3 separate regions of the Mus musculus genome follow, and all the other regions are linked to region 1. Evidence: chromatin contacts called from public Hi-C and HiChIP or PLAC-seq data. All regions are on one chromosome and are shown on one strand. Each heading gives the region's core, a stretch centred on a gene start, on an enhancer-like site or on the middle of the called end of the contact. The rest is flanking DNA. Distances are from core to core; before and after follow the strand shown.

What was found. A called contact is a pair of places that touch in the nucleus more often than the background predicts. HiChIP or PLAC-seq counts read pairs in DNA pulled down with a chosen protein or histone mark.
Region 2: an H3K27ac HiChIP or PLAC-seq map of embryonic stem cells shows a contact between it and region 1, with 10 read pairs. The contact joins the promoter of Myo1b here to the enhancer-like site in region 1. A contact is called at or near these places in 4 of 39 promoter capture datasets (cranial neural crest, embryonic stem cells, epiblast stem cells and 1 more), 12 of 484 Hi-C or Micro-C datasets (3T3-L1-derived adipocytes, the C2C12 cell line, the N1E-115 cell line and 6 more), 22 of 115 datasets of contacts at active chromatin or transcription factors (the NIH/3T3 cell line, bone marrow-derived macrophages, cardiomyocytes and 11 more) and 4 of 9 other capture datasets (adipose tissue, embryonic stem cells, liver and 1 more).
Region 3: a contact with region 1 is called in a Hi-C map of liver, with 2.4 times the contacts expected there. The contact joins two enhancer-like sites. A contact is called at or near these places in 2 of 484 Hi-C or Micro-C datasets (liver and nephron progenitors), 2 of 115 datasets of contacts at active chromatin or transcription factors (both in embryonic stem cells) and 3 of 9 other capture datasets (adipose tissue, liver and pancreatic islet).

Annotation. Positions count from the first base shown.
Region 1 is chr1:51,738,657-51,742,743 of GRCm38.p6, forward strand. No RefSeq gene overlaps it. Among named protein-coding and RNA genes, the nearest start is that of Gm31636, 120 kb to the left of the region's middle. Within about 2 kb of position 2,360, at least 13 of the 459 cell types and tissues checked have an H3K27ac peak or open chromatin away from gene starts, as enhancers often do. A contact at or near this core is called in adipose tissue, embryonic stem cells and liver, where this site is marked.
Region 2 is chr1:51,914,187-51,918,273 of GRCm38.p6, forward strand. Myo1b (myosin IB) reads right to left here and starts at 1,792. Exons shown (of 31, transcript NM_001161817.2): 1 at 1,575-1,792. It overlaps Gm33795 (a long non-coding RNA gene), which reads left to right and starts at 1,976. Exons shown (of 3, transcript XR_001778914.2): 1 at 1,976-2,318; 2 at 2,555-2,737; 3 at 2,812-4,087.
Region 3 is chr1:51,881,598-51,885,684 of GRCm38.p6, forward strand. It overlaps Myo1b (myosin IB), which reads right to left. Exons shown (of 31, transcript NM_001161817.2): 2 at 1,486-1,629. The coding sequence starts at 1,620. Among named protein-coding and RNA genes, the nearest start is that of Myo1b, 32 kb to the right of the region's middle. Within about 2 kb of position 1,809, at least 2 of the 459 cell types and tissues checked have an H3K27ac peak or open chromatin away from gene starts, as enhancers often do. A contact at or near this core is called in liver, where this site is marked.

The sequences.
Region 1 (4,087 bases), core at 1,110-3,609:
TTCTCCCAGTGGACGTGAGTTCAATTCCCAGCAACCACATGGTGGCTCACAACCATCTGTAATGGGATCCAATGTCCTCTTCTGGTGTGTCTGAAGACAGCAACAGTGTACTCATATACATTAAATAAATAAATAAATCTTTAAAAAAAGGAAAGAAAATGTTAATTTAAGCAGGATTGACACAAATTAAGAAATACTTTAAAATGTCTGAGTGAATGTACATGGCTATCTCTCTTTTATCATCTTAAATGATAGTCTTGTTTTGACTATGCTCATAACTATAAGAGATGACAGAAAACAAAGAGCATTTATATTGAAGTGCAACCTAGAGTCACTGATATTTATAGCATGCATGTGTATTTTGTGCACAATGCAGAGATTTCTTTTTTAGGAGTTTTTACACATTTGTGCTGGCACTACTATGCACTTTGTGTAATAATCCTTCCTGCGACATTTGATGGGTGAATGAATGCAACAGCTCAGAGATGGGGAGAAATATAGTATTTTCTATTAGCGCTATTATGAGTTCATTTGTTTTGTTTTCAGAGTCTTCCTCTGTCACACAGGATGGCCTAGAACTCAAAACTTCCCTCCCTCAGTTTCTTGAGAGCTGGGGTGACTCAGAAAAATATGATTTATTGGGGAGAAGTTCTTACAATGTGCCTTTGAATCTTCTATAGGATCCACGTGGCTGGATGAAAGGCTTCCCCAATTTATCTCCCATGTTAGCAGAGGTGCCAGGATAGACAGGCAGCCTCTGAACTGAAGGAGGCTCCCTAGCGTGTTGCAGGGTCATAGCCAAGTTCTTGCTCTTGGTAAGACTGGCAGGTACCTGAGTAGATGTTTATTTTTAAAGACCTGGTGGCTCACACTGTGTGAGGTCTCACTCAACACTTAATCAGGTTTTGCTTGTGTGGAAATCTTCTTTCACTACACAGATAAACTTTATTTCAAAAGAAGACATAATGCATCGCTGGAGACCAAGAATCCCAGAAAAGCTTTTAAAAGATTACCGGGTTCTCATACACACCCCCAGAGTCAATCTGTGTGGCTGACAGGTCCCATGTTTGCTGTGGCAGAAGGCTGGCAATAATACTGCTATAAAATTAGCCACGGAGAGAGAAAAATAATCTACTGTGTAAGGACTATTTAAATGAGGTCTCAGCCTGTAACTTAGGGTAGAATACTTCTTTAACATGAGGCCCTGTCCCTAAGTCAGCAAAAACAACCAAAAGTGTTCCCACTCGAGAGCTTCAGAGTTTTAACTAGAAAATTATAAAGAGATGGGATAGTTTATGTATTTCCATGGGTTTTAGAGGTTGACTGTATGTTTTCTATGATGTCTACTGTCAATGAAAATGGTATTTTTTTTTATTTAGTAGAAATACTTGAATCTATTCTTAACTCAATTTGTCACTTTATGCCCAGTCCCTGTGATAGGAAAATCGAAGAGAAGAATCTTACTAAGGGTATAAACATTTAAAGTTAGCTAAATGCTTGAAAGGACTCACTTTACCACTAGCAATTTTTTTCTTTTTGCCAAAATGTTATAAAATTTTTTTTACAACTTCTGAGAAGGTGGCAAGAGAGGAGGTTGTTGGGGAGGCTGACCCTAGTGAGGAAAGGCCATAGGCCAAGCCCCTACATGAGGTGGATGGGGTGAGGAGATTGGGAGCCCATATTGTCCTGTGTACTTCACTGGAGGGGATGGCAGGGACTGGGGGGATGGAAGCTCATGCAAATACTCGGGGTGCTTTGTGATTTGGGAGGGTCACACTGTCTGAGGTCAGCTTCATAGTTTAGACAAATCATTTTTATTGAGTTCTAAAACACAAACTGGAAGAATCAACATAGGGATGTAGTTGGTCTGTTTATTAATTAGCAACCGTGCGAAGGCATCCAACTGGCTGAGCTTTTGCCTCTCTGCTTCCTCCTCCTCCTCCTCCTCTTTCTCCTTTCCAGCTATGCAGTTGCCCTCAGCCCTGCTTACCTGCTCACACCACATGCTCACTTCCCATCTGCACCATGCCATCAGCTCTTCGATCTCTCACCCATATTCCTGTCAACTTGTCAGAACCGCCTATAGCCACCGAGGCTACTTTGTGGAGAACCTCCAGTGCTTCCTGGCGAGGAAAGGAAGCTTCTAGTTCTTCCCAGGAAGAAGTGATGACCCCTCGAGGGGTCAGCCTCCTGGCCTTTCCTAGTTGAGTTCGGGGTGTGCACACCAATCTGTTACCATGGAGGGTTTTTTTTTTCTATTTCTTAAAATATTCATAACTCGAGTTGTAATATCAGAGGGACAGGATGTGTTGTTTTAGAAAAGGAATTCAAAAGGGCAGCGACATGTTGCAACACAGTTACACAAATATCTCCAGAACATCCTGATTAGATGCAGCTCAGATCTGCCTGTTCCAAAGGTGAAAGGCTATGGAATTCTGGATTCTTTTAATTGTGCAAAACCAACTACACCATTAGAGAAACAGTAATGTGGCTAAAGAATAAAAGGCACACGGCTGTTTAAAAGCATGTCGCTGAGGGCAATCTTATGACAGGGGCTGCTAAGTCAAGAAAAACCTTCCTCTAGCAAGGCAAGCTTCCAGGTTAAATGGGATGAGTTGCCACACCGAGCTTCTTCCAACTCTGATCCCTCAGCTCCAAAAGTGAGCGGAGGAAATGGCTCCCTTACAAACTTGAAGTAAGGCACAGAGGAGACTGTAGACGCCAGTCTTTGTCTTTGGAGGCCCACAGCACCAGCCATGTAGCTTCAAGAACCATTTGTAGCTTAGGGGACGGCCTGCCCACCTGTCTATCCATAAGCTGTCATTCACACCAAGTGCTGAAGGACAGGCTTAACGTACTAAAACGTTTAGCCTTCCACTTCAAACCTTGGTTGCTGAAAAACGTTTGCAAGGGGGTAGCCAGTTTTGTGTAGTAGCCACACCTGGTCATATTAACACTTTTTCCTGTAACATACTTAAGTAAGAGCCTATGAGCACAAGAGAATGTAAATACATGTGCTACATATCAAATGTACCCTCCAGGACATAATACGAATATGTCTTTTGTTTCTTTTCCTTTTATCACATAGCTTCCAATTTCTTTTGTTGTTGTTGTTGTTGTTTTGAGACAGGGTTTCTCTACATAACCCCAGCTGGCACTGGAACTTACTACATAGACCAGGCTGGCCTCAAAACTCACAGAGATCCACTTGCTTCTGCCTTCTAAGTGCTGGGGTTGAAGTCATGAGCAATCATACCTGGCTCCAACTTCTCATTTAGACCAAAATGAACTGACCCCCTGGTCCTCCTGCCTGAACCTCTCAAATGTTGGGAGTGCATGTGTTAACATCAGACTTGGCTGAGTGAAAAGCTTGCCATTTCTCTGAGCAGTATTTGTTCTGTTTGTTATTTTTTCCCAGGTGGAAATGGACTTGTCAGAGCCTCTAGCAATAGAGGCACAAATGTGGTTCTGAAATGGGTGTATATATGCAGATTAATACGATACAAAAATATTGTCTTAGATGAGGTGCCATCTTATTAGCTTAGAGAAAACTTCTGGAAGAGGAAAAGAACAAAAACTGGGGGATCTGGGGAGGGGGAGGAACCTCACTTTTCTTGAAGGCAGATTGTTAGCGATAGCCACGTTTTGAGAAGTTTCTCCATGTTGGTTCAAAGGTGGAGGTTTCCTAAAACTAGAGTAATCCCCATTTCGGACTCGTTTCCTAGGTTCCTGCCTCTGTTCTCTGGTGACCCACTACGGGCTGGACTTGATCTATCCTGACCTTCTTTCCCTCACTGCTCACCATTCTTTGCTCACTCCTGGCAATGGACAATCTCCAGCCCAAAGGAACTCTTCAACAGCCTGCCGCCATATTCTGTTCTGAAACTCTCCCAGCTTGTAATAGGGGGCTCTGATTCTTATAAGGATGGTCCTGTGTAGGACCTCCCCCACTAAATACTAAAAGCCCATGCTATCTTAAAGCTGCTGGTTCCTGTGTCTGGTCTGTCTTTCCTTCTGCCTGACCATTTACAGAAAATTTGCATTTTAAAGAAATTTGCATTTTGAAACATTTGCCAGGCTCAAAGAA
Region 2 (4,087 bases), core at 542-3,041, 170 kb after region 1:
CTCTCTTACTCCCGTAGGCTCACAGGAAAGCCCAGAACACTTGAAGTCATGACTCCAGTACACAAACCCACAATGAGTGTCGGGTGGGTCTTTTCTTTCTTCTGGGACCAATGAAAAAGAATCTTGCATCATCTTACTCATTTATTTAGCAATCTGATTTCCTGGTGCTTCCCAGGCCCCAAATGTTCTTGGAAAAGCATCCTAACTGAACTGTATGATAACGGAGAAAACTATTTTTTGTCAAAAATGGTTCTATACACACCTAACAGGGTGTGGTAGTGCACACCTTTAGTCTCAGCTCTCAGAGGGCAAAAGCAGGCAGTATCTCTGAGTTTCAGGTCAACCAGGGAATAAACCATGTCTCAAAAAGTTTTTTGGTTTTTGGTTTGGTTTTGGTTGTTTGTTTGTTTGTTTGTTTGTTTTCTTCTTAGACAGGGTTTCTCTGTATAGCCCTGGCTGTCCTGGAACTCACTTTGTAGACCAGGCTGGCCTTGAGCTCAGAAATCCGCCTGCCTCTGCCTCCCAAGTGCTGGGATTAAAGGCGTGCACCACCACGCCCGCTTTGGGGTTTAGTTTGTTAGCCTATCCGAGCCACAATAAAATCCACAGATACACATGCACACATATATCCTGATTCATTGTGAAAAATATTTCAAAACAAAACAAACAAAACAAAAGAAGCCCTCTTCGTCCGTTATAAATAACAAGATCTGCCTTCAGCAAACTCCCATAGCCAGAGCCTAGAACTTCAAGAAAGAACAGAACTTGCTGCACCAATTAGTGCTAGGCCGTAGTATGAACAAAGCACCGCAAATAAACTCCACAGGCCTTTAGACAGAAGGTTGTGTTTGTAATTAACTCCAACGCACTCTCATTACCCCCTCCCCAGAGCTCCACCCAGCCCAGCGCCCTGCAGGGCTCCCGTTCCCAGTCTGGTTTCCATTCGAGCCCCGCCCCCTTCCCCTTGCCTCTCTGGGACTGTGAATCAATCCCATCCCGGGCAGGAAACGGGACCCGGGGCAGCCCCCTCCGCTGTGGCGGAACAAAGGAGCGGAGCGCAGCTGCACTCGCAGGGCGATCCATCGGGTCCGGTCGCCCCTCCGGGTGCGCCGCGGCCGGGGCACACCGCACCTGAACCCCACTCCCCAGGACGCCCCATTGTTCCACCTCCGCCTCCACCTCCGCTTCTCCTTCCCACAGGAAGCCATAAGCTTGTCCTTCCATAGAACCTGGGGCCGGGAAACTCCAGTGGGCCAGAGGGATGGAGGGGGATGCGAGTGGGCCCGCGGGAAGCAGGGTTCCCCAGTGCCCGTAGGTAGGAAGCCAATAACACAAAGTGAGAGAACAACTTAGTTTGTAAGCCCCTTCCCTCTCCTGCCGCCCCCGAAGCCACACGGGGCCGCGATCACCCTCGACGACCTCGAGCGCGCGTGGGTTCACGGTGGAGTGCCTCCGCGCCCCACAGGAGCGCCCCGGGAGCTGATGACCCGGGATTGCAGGCTGCGGCTGAGCCTGGGGCCGCGCGCACAAAGGCACGGGCGGGAAGGGAGCCGGCACGGGGGAGTGCAGCGTACCTCGCCCGGCAACCGCTCGGCCACTCCGTCTCCGCGTGCTGCTCGCTGGCCGCCGCCTGGGGAACGCGGGTCAGATCCGATGCGGGGCTTGTGCCACAGTTGCTGCCGGGGATCCCGCGCCGCTCAGCCGACCGTGCGTTCAGTGCACCCACACCGCGTCCGCCGGCTGGGCTCCGAGTGCGCTGGCTAGAGGCGCGGCGGCGGCGCGGCCACTCCCCTCTCCCGGCGGGGGCGGCGACCTCACCGCCCGGACGCGCCCCTCGCTCCCTGGCCGCGGTTCACCCAGGCGCGCAGGCCGCACAGCGCCCCCCGGTGAGCACCCGGCGGGCGGGGACACCCAGGAAAGCGCACTGGCCCTTCACCTTGGCCACTGCATGATCCGCGAACTGCAGACCAGAGATGCAGAGCCGAACAGCTGCAAGAGCCTGGGCGCGAACCTCAGCAGAGAGAATATTCTTCTCCACATTGCCTACCCTCCTAGGTCCAAGTTTGGGTGCCCAAAAATATCACAAAATGACAATTTAATGGAAGAGAAAATGGCCTGCCATGTGAGGCTTTTATTGTCTCTGTCACTGACATACATATTGAATATACCATTAGGTACTGAGCAATGACTGGCAATCACTTGGCCATGGTAGAGGGTCTGAAGACTCAGGACTCCCAGCTTCTCACTCCAGGTGTCTTCACCACGCTGGGATTCGGGACAAGCCACATGACCCTGGGTCTGGCTTGTTCCTGGAAGAGGTAAGGGTGTTCATCAAACTTACTCATGGGGTGAGGTGAGGATTACATGGCTGGGGTGTTAAAAGCGCGGCAGACACAGTAATTATTACTCATGAATCTGACGACTTTATCCTATAATGAAATAAATTGCCATAAATGGGGCCAGGTTTAAGTGCACTGACCTATATCTGGATACTGTCACTGAAAGGAGGCGAACCAAAGATTTCCAACCTTATATAGTCACTCTGTCCCTCCAGCACAGGCCCCAGGACTTCTCAGAGGCTACCAAGACCCTCCTCTACAAACTGACCTGCTGGGAATTCTAGCATCATTGACGGAACCAGCATCAGTTAGGTCTTCAGTCGGCATGGTAATGGTTTAAGCTAACATATTTTGAGTAGTGGATACAATTTTATTTAATCTTCACAAAAACCTGTGAGGTAAGTTACTTTTCAATTTTTGTTTTTGAGGCCAGGACAAACAAAGTCTGAGAGCTTTTTTTTCTTCCTTCCAGCTTATATACAACTATGGAGAACCTCCACAAATTCTTTGGTACACCTCTCATTGAGGAGTGCCATTTGATTGCCCTCCTCTTGAATACAGGCTGGACTGAATTCTAACAAATGGGATACAGTTGGTGGTATGACCAACCCAGCTCTCTCTCTCTCTCTCTCTCTCTCTCTCTCTCTCTCTCTCTTTCTCTCTCTCTCTCTCTCTCTCTCTCTCACTGTGAGGGAGCACACAGAAGCCAGGTATAGCCATATATTCCAGACTAAGAGTGCCCGCATCTGCTCACTGTCCCAGCCATGTGGCTGTGTGAGCCTTAAAGTTGACTTAGTCACAGTCACCTTATACTACATGAAGTAAGACCTAGAGTGAAACCCCAGCTAACTCAAGTCAGTCTCCAGAAACATGAAGTGAAGGAGGGTTTGTCATTGGTGACTTGGCCTAGTGGTAGCATAAATGATTGCCTCCACCACAGCTGACCAAACAAGCTACCCTAGACCTTGATAACTTAGTACAGTAAAGACACCGCTCTCAGCTTCCAGAGAAACAAAATATAGACCTACTACATGGCAACATGTTTTAATATGTGCCAGATCTTTGGTTCCATCTGCTTATAGCAACTGGGCAGCAACAGGACCTCTGAACCCTCCTGGCCAATCTATCTTCTTCAAAATACAATGACAGGTTCATAAACTATAAGTCAGTGGCTTGCAGAGTAGGGACAGGAAACTTTTGAGTCAGGAGTCTGTGTATCATAGACTGGCTTCAAACTTACTGTAGCCTATGATGATTGAACACATCTCCTTTGCCTGTGCTCACCTCGAGTGCTTAGGACTGCATGCAGACCCCCTGTTCCATGCAGTGCTGAAAATAAGTCCAGGCCTTTACATGTGCTCAGCAGGCACTCTACCAACTCAGGTGAATTCCCAGACTAAAAACTTTTGATTGCCAGATTTCGGTGAAGAGTTAAGGCAATGCTCAGTGCTCTATTTGGAGCAATAAGAGGAAGTCTTAAGGATGCCTGCCCTAAGGAGAGATGGGAACCTAGCTAGGCTAGAATACTTCTGATCTCTTGTAGCAGGGAAAACTGAAGCTTACTTCCTGCTTTTATGTAGTTCTTTAAAAAAAAAGTACTAGGAACTGTTGGCTTCATCTAATAAAGACTGAGAAAATTAACCAAGAAACTACTAGAAAACCTTGCAAAGATCAGCCCCAGAGCATGTCACAATTATTTTTAAAAACACTATTAGCCTAGTTTTCATAAACCCCAAGCTTTCTGAAGA
Region 3 (4,087 bases), core at 559-3,058, 140 kb after region 1:
CTGACACCAAGCCAAACAAGGCCATCCCCCTGCTCCACAGTAGCATTCAATGCCCTTTCCATTTGGATCACCATCTTAAGGAGACTGAACTGTTACTATCCCCAGGTGGGCATTCAGTTATCAAAGAGATATCCTAAAAGTGGGAGTCACACGTCTCCCTTTACTGTGAAACTTCCAGATGAGGACTTATTTCACACACAAAGAAATTGATTAGTGAGAGCTTCCCTGGAGCTGCCCTGAGTGCTGTGGTTTAAGTGCTGCCCTGAGTGCTGTGGTTTAAGTGCTTCTGTGGTTTGGAGGGGGAGTCTCTGGGAGGTGAACAGGTCATGTGCTGAATCCACAAGAATGTGGTTAGTGCTATCCTCCTGGGAGGACACAGCAGCATCTGTATCCATCAGCCAAGAGGTAGGCCCTCCTCTCAGAACCTGCTAGTCCTTTTCTCCCGGGCTTTCTAGATTACAAGAAATAAACTTGTGTCACATACAAGATAGCATTTATTACAGAGGTCCTAAGGGACTAAGAGAGTTGACTACATAGAACAGAAAGCTTTATGTGACTAATAATAATAATAATGCTTATAATTTTTCATCTAAGTTCTAGTTTGTTCTACAAAAGTCAAAGCTTTGCTAATTCTCACCTTTAGATCTCTCCTTGTATTTATTTCTAGTTCCTCCCAACACCAATAAGAAAAACCCTGCCCGTCCCAATAATGCAACTCATTCTGATGTCCAGAGCACATTTTTTAAAGAAGAAAAGAGCTCAGAAGCAAGGCAAAAATCTATTCCACTACCTCTGCCCAACCGATTCTGTTTGCTTCTAGGCCCCTCGCATTGAAAATCAATACCCCATTTCATTGGTTGACTTCACACCACCCCTTTATGTCCACAAGTGCAAGGGCTGAAGATAAATCTATTTTTTTAGCTCATGTTTTTAATACATTTGGAGAGCTTAACACAGTGACACTGTGAAGTCCGTTTTCAGGGATCTGGAAAACATACATTTGTCTACTAGTGGATACGTTTACACTCTGTCTTTTCGTGCCTGCCATCACACCAATTGCAACCATAATGATGCCGATCTCCAGGAAACGTATGCTAACACAGCAATCTACTGCAGTCCCTCTATGGACAAGTATCAGGAAGGTTCCAGTCTTTCCTGATAGCTCACGGCCCTGTTTTGGTGAACAATTTCTGAGTGATTAGTGTTCTAATCCTCCGAAGGTATCCAAGATGGCAATGGATCTCAAGGCTGTCTGGACTGACGTCCTCAGAGGGAGGAACTGAAACACCGCCCTTGTGCTAGTGTGACCTCAACCCATGTGCAATATCTTGAGTACAACTGGTGTTTAAACTTGTTGGGAAATACTCACTGGACTTATCAGTGCAGTGCCTATGCCAATCTAGTAGACTCTCAAAACTGTCTGAACGCTTAAGAACAAAGAGCAAAGAAAGCAAGTGAGAGGCAGAAAAGCCTCCAGGTACTCACATATATCTCATTGTGGTCGAAGCGCTTCTTCAGGTTGTCGATGAACGTCTCCTCATTGAGCGGCTCTAAAAGAACCATATCTCCAACACCGATCATATTGTCCAGAAGTGAGGATTTCACCTCCATTTTGGCCATGGTTTCCAGCTGGAAGAAAAAAGAAGAAGTCAGGTCTATGAGCAAAACTTTCAGGTGAGTTCTTTATATGGCCAGAGAAATGACCTCCACCTGCCCAGCAATCCAAACTGCTGAAGTTACCATGATGCCAACCTGCTGCCAAAACAAACCTACTACCCATCCATCCTCCCAGGCAAAGTCCATCTACAGAAAATGCCAACTAGAAATCAAAGTCATTGTTGCCCTGTGCCATCACTATCGCCAACCAAAACTGGCACACTCCAGAAGAATCTCTTTCCAAAACCACCTTTGCCACCAGCCCTTGCAGAGCGATGTCAGACTGGGCCATATATGAACCAGCTTCCTCTAAGATGACAAGCCTCAGCTTTCCAAGATTAATTTACAGTGCATTTCTCCAAGAAATTGCATTTTTAAATGACGCCAGTTAGCACTGACTGCTCACCATACCAAAGGGCTGTACATTCAGTAATAAACTAAATCCTCACAATAACTCCACTAGAGATGTGGCTAACTCCATATTAATATGAGCTATCCTGGGCTGGGGAGATGGCTGAGTGTGTAAAGGGCTGGCGACCAACCCTGCTAACCTGAGTTCAGTCCCCAGAACCCACAAGACGGAAGGAAAGCCAACTCCTGTAATTTCTCATCTGACTCCTGTGCGCACATACCATGACAGGCACATACCCACTCAAGAACATATTGATTTTAAAATTTGTATGAGGAAACTGAGCCAGTAAGATGCTTCAGTGGGTAAAGGCATTTGCCACCAAACTTGACAGTCTAAGTTCAATTCCCAGGAGGACCTCAGGAGAAAAGAGGTTCTCAGCAGTTGTCATCTGATGTGCACACTACCCAGTAGCACACGCTCATCATGTCACCCAGACATACACAAAAGTAAATAAATGTTTGTTTGTTTGTTTTTTAAGTGAGAAGAAAACTTGACGCTCAACTTGTTGTGAATACTTAGAAATGCTTTGTATGTGGTGTTACAGAACCCCATAGCATGCCTGGCAGAGTGGCACATGCCTTTGAAAGCAGCACTCAGGAGGAAGAGGCAAGCTTTATCTCTGTGAGTTTGAGACCAGTGTGGTCCAAATAGTCAATTCCAGCTCAGCCAGAGCTACATAGTAAAACCCTGTCTCAAAAACAAACAAACAAAAGGAATCCCATGGTTATCTGGATACTGCAGCTATGGGAAAAAGTTTCATCCCAGGTACCAGGAGCTAACTTACAAAGAGCACAACCCACTGGTAAACAGGCTGCCTAGACAGTGCAACCTGCCAAGAGTCATCACTGTAGTCTCAATTTTCATCTTGACTAGCCAACCTAACATCCAAAAAAAAAAAAAGTTTAAGCCCTAATGACTAGATCCAAATACTACCTTTCCTTCAGCTCAGTGGGAAAGGCTCCCCACTTAGAAGCAAAGGCGCCCCTGGAACCGTGGCATTCACACCTTGTATGTAGGATGCTACCCACAGCCCACAGAGGAATGCTAAACCAACAGAGACCCCAACTTCTGTGCTGTCAAGAAGACCAAAGTCCCTTCAAATGTCTTAACCAAGGAAAGGGTGTGGCATCCCTTAGGTAATGCAGGTTTTGTTAGCTTTTTCATTGCTAGATGCCTTTACTGTCTCATTCCCAAAAAAAAGTGTCTCCAGGGCAGAAGTCAAGCTTAAATTGACATCAAGTTACTAAGACCCACAACATTTGTCGATATTATAATAAATATGTATGCAAACCCCTGGCACTAAGTGCAATGTTCACACTTGATTCTTTCCATATGGAGTGCACACTTCACACTAGACCATAGGAAGGTCTGCTTGCTTAAATCTTAGCAATTTAAGTAAATCCTCATCTTCTGGTGTAAATAGCCAAGAAGTCCCTTAGAGGCAAGAGAAAATCCATCTTCTTGAAGTTATAAAGAGAAACAGGATGACCTAGTAACTCACTGTTATTAATTACTTGCAGTCAATAGATATCCACAAACATGTCTGTTATTTCTGACGCTGTTTTAAAAAAACAAAGCAAAACAAAACAACAAACAAACAAAAAGCCCTTGGAAAGCCAAAAAAGGGACTATGAAAGAACTGAGACTTTCTCCAATACAAGAGAAAGGTTCAAGAGAAAAGATCTTTTTTATTTAATTTATTTACATATATATATATATATATATATATATATATATGATTTAGTTTCAGGGCAAGCACACCTAGAATCACTAGTCCCAGGCACCACTAAAACCCAACAACCACAGAACAAGGACCGGCTCCTGCACTGAGGTAGGTCAGGCTCCGTTGCAGAACCGAGCAGGGGCAGGTGGGGGGTGCCTGCCATTTTCAGGGTCTGAACAGCAGCCAAGAGACAGGCCACTGAAGGACTGGGAGCGCCCAACTCTGTCACAATATATTAACATTTAAATCAAATCTCAAGTTCTCAGACTCATACAGTGCCAAAACCACTCTGGGTC